Regions from separate parts of the Mus musculus genome. Here region 1 is linked to region 2. The links are chromatin contacts, called in public promoter capture Hi-C maps. All regions are on one chromosome and are shown on one strand. The core of a region is the stretch at or near the end of the contact, and the rest is flanking DNA. Distances in the headings are between cores, read along the strand shown.

Evidence for each region. Capture Hi-C pulls out chosen DNA fragments and counts their contacts.
Region 1: a contact with region 2 is called in a promoter capture Hi-C map of adipose tissue. The contact joins two enhancer-like sites. A contact is called at or near these places in 1 of 484 Hi-C or Micro-C datasets (nephron progenitors) and 3 of 9 other capture datasets (adipose tissue, liver and pancreatic islet).

Annotation. Positions count from the first base shown.
Region 1 is chr4:117,047,769-117,050,468 of GRCm38.p6, forward strand. The region is part of intron 4 of Eif2b3 (eukaryotic translation initiation factor 2B, subunit 3); the gene reads left to right. Among named protein-coding and RNA genes, the nearest start is that of Eif2b3, 30 kb to the left of the region's middle. Within about 2 kb of position 1,308, at least 30 of the 459 cell types and tissues checked have an H3K27ac peak or open chromatin away from gene starts, as enhancers often do. A contact at or near this core is called in adipose tissue, where this site is marked.
Region 2 is chr4:116,765,836-116,768,535 of GRCm38.p6, forward strand. The region is part of intron 3 of Tesk2 (testis-specific kinase 2); the gene reads left to right. Among named protein-coding and RNA genes, the nearest start is that of Toe1, 40 kb to the right of the region's middle. Within about 2 kb of position 1,321, at least 17 of the 459 cell types and tissues checked have an H3K27ac peak or open chromatin away from gene starts, as enhancers often do. A contact at or near this core is called in adipose tissue, where this site is marked.

The DNA.
Region 1 (2,700 bases), core at 58-2,557, 280 kb after region 2:
GCTTTCAGGTGCCTGGTTCTAATATTCTGGAAGAGGCTGTGGTGTTGCTGTGACCACAGCTATCATTCTTAACTCAGAGGCCACCATCCATCCCAGGACTGAGAAAGATATCTGGGTGCTCAGCTTCGAGAGCTGGGCTTCTCCTTGATTTAGTTCATCATCCAGGAGCCTGACCGTGACTTGTTTGCAAACAGCAGGTTCTGTGAGAGTGGAAACAGAAGCTACAAATGTCTCTGCAGCATTAGTGTCAGCTATCCTCCTTTAGTCAGAGCTAGTTACTGCCTTGCAGTAGTGGCTCATGCCTTTAATCTTAGCATTTGAGAGGCAGAGTCAAGGGGATCACTTGAGTTCCAGGCCAGCCTGGTCTAGAGAGAGTTCCAGGACAACCAGGGTTACACAAAGAAACCCTGTCTTAAACAGTCTGCCATGGCTGTCCTGGAACTCACTCTGTAGACCAGGCTGGCCTCAAACTCACAGTGGTCCACCTGCCTTAGCCTCCCAAGTGCCGGGATCAAAGGTGTGCACCACCAGCACCTGGCTAGTCTGGTTTTTAAGTAGGGTTTTCTGTTGTTTTGTTGTTGTTGTTTTTCGAGACAGGGTTTCTCTGTGTAGCTGGCCTCAAACTCAGAAATCCGCCTGCCTCTGCCTCCCAACTGCTGGGATTAAAGGTGTGTGTCACCACTGTCCTGCTTGAGTTTTCTGTTGTTTGGGACAGGGTTAGTGTGTTTTGCTGGCTGCCCTGGAACTCACTGTGTAGGTAGGGCTGGCCTTGAAGTTGCTGTAGCCCCCTACCCTGTCTCCATACAGACATTATTACTTGTCTGTGCCATTGCTCCTACTCGTATAATTTTGATTTGTTTTTAATTTGTATAGCTTGTTTGTGTCTGTATAATGAGTAAATATTTATCCTATCGTCTGGTTTTGGCATCAGGATCATGCTAACTTCATAAAATGGGTTAGAATTTTGAACGCCCAAGTGTAACACTTTTTATGGAGTAGGAGTACAGTTTTACTCTTGGAATGAATAAAAACTGTAGAAAAGATAGAAACGTCAATCAGAGAAGTAAAAATCAAGTAGGAATATTTGAATGTGACATAATTTTTGAGAAATCAAAGTTCACAGTCTTATTTGTTTTCTCGGCCTTGTTTGTGCAGTCTTGCTTCATGGGTAGACATTCTGGTTACCCGTTCTGCTCCCAAGTGGAATTCACTTCGATAAAGCAAGACAGAAAAGAAGCCTCTCCAAGAGCCTGTAATCTTTAGTCAGAGTTTCCAGTTACTGTGGCAACAATAAAGAAACAATACAGGGAGGAAGGCCATGTAGCAACAGAGCCAAAAATTGCCTGGCTGGAAATTATTGCTCTCAGGACATTCAAGTGATTCAAGGTTTTTGTGAGCCTAAGAACTGATATGTTAAACACTCCAAGTTAGATCCAGAACTCTATTAAGTTGATAGCTCATAATTAGACAGTCACAAACTTTTCTACAGTCTCAAATTGTCATGTAATGGATGAATTAATATATTTCAGAGCTGTGTGTGTGCCATTTGGAGTTCTCTTCAGAATTTAGCTTCAAATTGACCATATTTGCTTTTCCTATGGATTTCACTAATTTTGATTTTTGGAAAGAACTGTATAATTTTTCCCTCGTTCAGATTCAAACACTGCATATGATGAAATGGCCAGCTACCATGTGATTGATGGTCTCAAGTGCTTCAACCACCAGAGCTAAATGTTACACAACTAACACTTTTTTGTAGATAAACAAACAGCTACAGCTAACAGTGAAGCATACCAGGTATGGTAGTATGCAGCTGTAATCCCATCTCTCCAGAGGCTGAGACAGGACAGTCATGAGTTCAAGTCCAGCCTCGGTTATATATTGAGTTATGTATGTGTATGTCAGTTACTTGCACACATGTACTTGTGTAAAGGCCAGAAGTTAACATCATGTGTCTTCCCCTGCCCATCCCCCCTTTAAGGCATGGTCCTCACTGTACCTGAACCTGCTATTTCTGCTAGACTGGGATCTCTTTGTCTTTGCCTCCACACCCAGTGCAGGAGGTAGAGACACACATGCTACCTTCCCCAGTTTTTATGTGGATACTGAGGATTGATCCAAACTCAAGTCCTCGTGCTTGCATAAAAGCACTTGATCCATTGAGCATAAGAGTAAGAATTTGTTTTATTTTTTTTTCAAGAGATTTTTTTTTTAATATGAGTACACTGCAGCTGTCTTCAGACACACCAGACGAGGGCATCGGATTCCATTACAGATGGTTGTGAGCCACCATCTCAGGACCTCTGGAAGAGCAGTCCCTTAACCGCTGAGCCATCTCTCCAGCCCTTCATTTTTTTTTTTAAAGATTGATTGATTGATTGATTGATTGATTACATGTAAGTACACTGTAGCTGTCTTCAGACACTCCAGAAGAGGGAGTCAGATCTCATTACGGGTGGTTGTGAACCACCATGTGGTTGCTGGGATTTGAACTTCGGACCTTCGGAAAAGCAGTCAGGTGCTCTTACCCACTGAGCCATCTCACCAGCCCTAGCCCTTCATTTTTTAACTTAAATTTTTGTTTGTTTGGGGTGTTTTTTTTTTCCTCCAAGACAGGGTCTCACTGTGTAGCTCTGGCTATCCTGGAATTTATTCTAGACTAGGCTGGTCTTGAACTCACCTGCCTCTACCTCCAAAGTG
Region 2 (2,700 bases), core at 71-2,570:
TTTATTTTAATCTTTTTTTATATGTATATGCATTTTACCAGCATGTGCATATGTGTGTGTACCAAGTGAATGTCTGGTTCCCACAGAGGTCACAAGAAGGTATTAGACCTCTTGGAACTGGGAGTTACAGATGGTTGTAAGCCACCATGTGGGTGCCAGGAACCAAAGGAACCAGTGCTCGTAATTTTTTAAAGTTTAAAAAAATTTTTTATTTTATGTATATGAGTGTTTTGCCTGCTTATATGTAAATGTGCTACATGTATGCAGTGTCCATAGAGGTCAGAAAAGGATGTTGGGTTCCTAATAACTGGAATATAGATAATTGTGGTTCTGAGAACTGGTCTTCTAGACGAGCAGTTATTGGTCTTAACCACTGAGCCATCCATCACTCCAGCCCCAATAAGAAGTCTTTAAAAGAATTAAGGCGGAGAGCGATGGGAGGAGACCTGATGTTGACCTCTGATCTCTTACTGTGCACACATAGAATACTGTATCTGTACTCGCGCACACACACACACACACACACACACACACACACACCAGCACATTTGGAATAGTGTACCTATGTACACACACAAAAACACACATACACACCAAAAATAAATAAATAAAAATAAAACAAGATCCCAATTTTCTTCTTGATATGAATCAGTATATAATATAAAACTGAAAATAACAAATTTGAGCCCTCACTAGCTTTTAAGCACTTGCCTAAGAACGCACTTCCAAGGCCTGGAATGGTGGTGCATTCCTTTAACCTCCAGCACTTGGGAGGCAGAGGCAGGCGGATTTCTGAGTTTAAGTCCAGCCTGGTCTACATAGTAAGTTCCAGGACAGCCAAGGCTGCACAGAAAAACCCTGTCTTGAAAGAAAGAAAGAGAGAGAAAGAGAAAGAGAGAGAGAAAAAAAGGAAGAAAGGAAGGAAGAAAGGAAAGAAAAGGGAAAAAAGAAAGAAAAGAAAAGAGCACAGCTTCATTCTGAGTCACTTAAGTAAATGCTGGCTCTCATGATTGAGGAGGGAGTGGGCAATCATTCAGAAGCTAGGTGCAGTAGCACAGGAGGAGCACGTGTTCAAGGCCACCCACACATACATTGTAAATTCAAGCCCATCCACCCTGTGCTACAGAAAACAACACAACAGCAGACGCACAAAACAAAATAAACTAAAACAAAGAAAGGGAGGAAGAGAGGCTCAGAATGAATCAGGAAGAGTGTGGTTTTATTTAAGTGCCTCCTGTTTTGAGACTGGGTTTCACTGTGTAGCCCACACTGACCTTGGACTTACAGTCCTGCTGCTGCAGCCAAAGTGCTGGAACTGCAAGTTCATGCCACCATATCTAGATGGCTTTTCAGGTTTTAATGTGGAAATGAACTTGTGCATAGAGCAGGCTGGCCTTAGAGTTCGATGACTCAAAGCCTTTACGTTTTGTAGGCTGGTACTATAAAGATACACCACCACACACAATTTATGTTTATGCTAGGCAAGACCTCTACCCATCAAACTATGCTCCCAGCCCAATGACACCACTTTGAGTGTATCAGTGCTAGTCGGCTGTGTAAGGAATGAGGTCAGGTAGAAAAGCAATGCTCCTAATTGTGATATAATGATGCCAAAGCAGGGTGGGAAAGAAAGCAGGTAGAAGACTGTCATATGATGTCTGTGCCTGTGGTTGTGTTCTGTGAGTGATAGGATGTTATTGCCTGACTTCTTTATAAATACTAATTAAATAAATCAAATACATCTTGGCTTCCCAGCCTAGTGCCTGCCTGGAAATATTCCTCCTTTCTTTTCTTTATGCCTTTGGAGACAAGGTCTCAGTACATAGTGGCAGTAAAATGCTGTTTTATAATCAAGCTCACTGATTGGGTGGTTATGACCTCTCACTCAGTAACTGCTTACACAGAACACTGTGTGTGACCCACACTGTCCATGGGAGCGTAGGAGCTAGGAGCTGGACTCTTTTAAAGAGGTATTTATTAGTAGTATTAATACTGTGTATGGAAGCCAGAGGACAGCTTTGTGGATTTGGCTCTCTCCTCCCTTTGTGTGGGTTCCAAGGATGGCACTCAGGTCATCAGGCCTCGAAGTAGGCTGTTTACCTGTTGTCATCGCCCAAGCTCAAGATCTGCACTTCTTTTTATTTTTTAATTAAAAAAAAAAAGTTTTCAATGTTTTTTTTGTTTGTTTGTTTGGTTGGTTGGTTTGTTTTGTTTTCGAGACAGGGTTTCTCTGTGTAGCCGAACTCAGAAATCCACCTGTCTCTGCCTACCAAATGCTGGGATTAAAGGTGTGCACCACCACCACCCGGCTTCAATGCTTATTTTTATTTTATGTGCATTGCTGTTTTGCTTGCATATACATCTGTTATGAGGATGTCGGATCCCCTGGAACTGGAATTAAAGACTGGTGTAAGCTGCCGTGTGGGTGCTGGAATTTGAGCCCTGGGTCCTCTGGAAGAACAGCTAGTGCTCTTAAGCACTGAGCCACCTCTCCAGCCAGCCCTGCTTTTAATGTTTTTAAACATTTATTTATTTACTTGCTCTGTGTGTGTGTGATAAGGAGATCAGAGGATAACCTGCAGGAGTCTGTTCTTTTTTTCCACAGTATTGGTCTTGGAGATAGAACTCAAGTTGTTCAGCCTAGTGGCAGACGCTTTTACCTGCTGGGGTGCCACACCAGTTCACACTGTACTCTCTTAA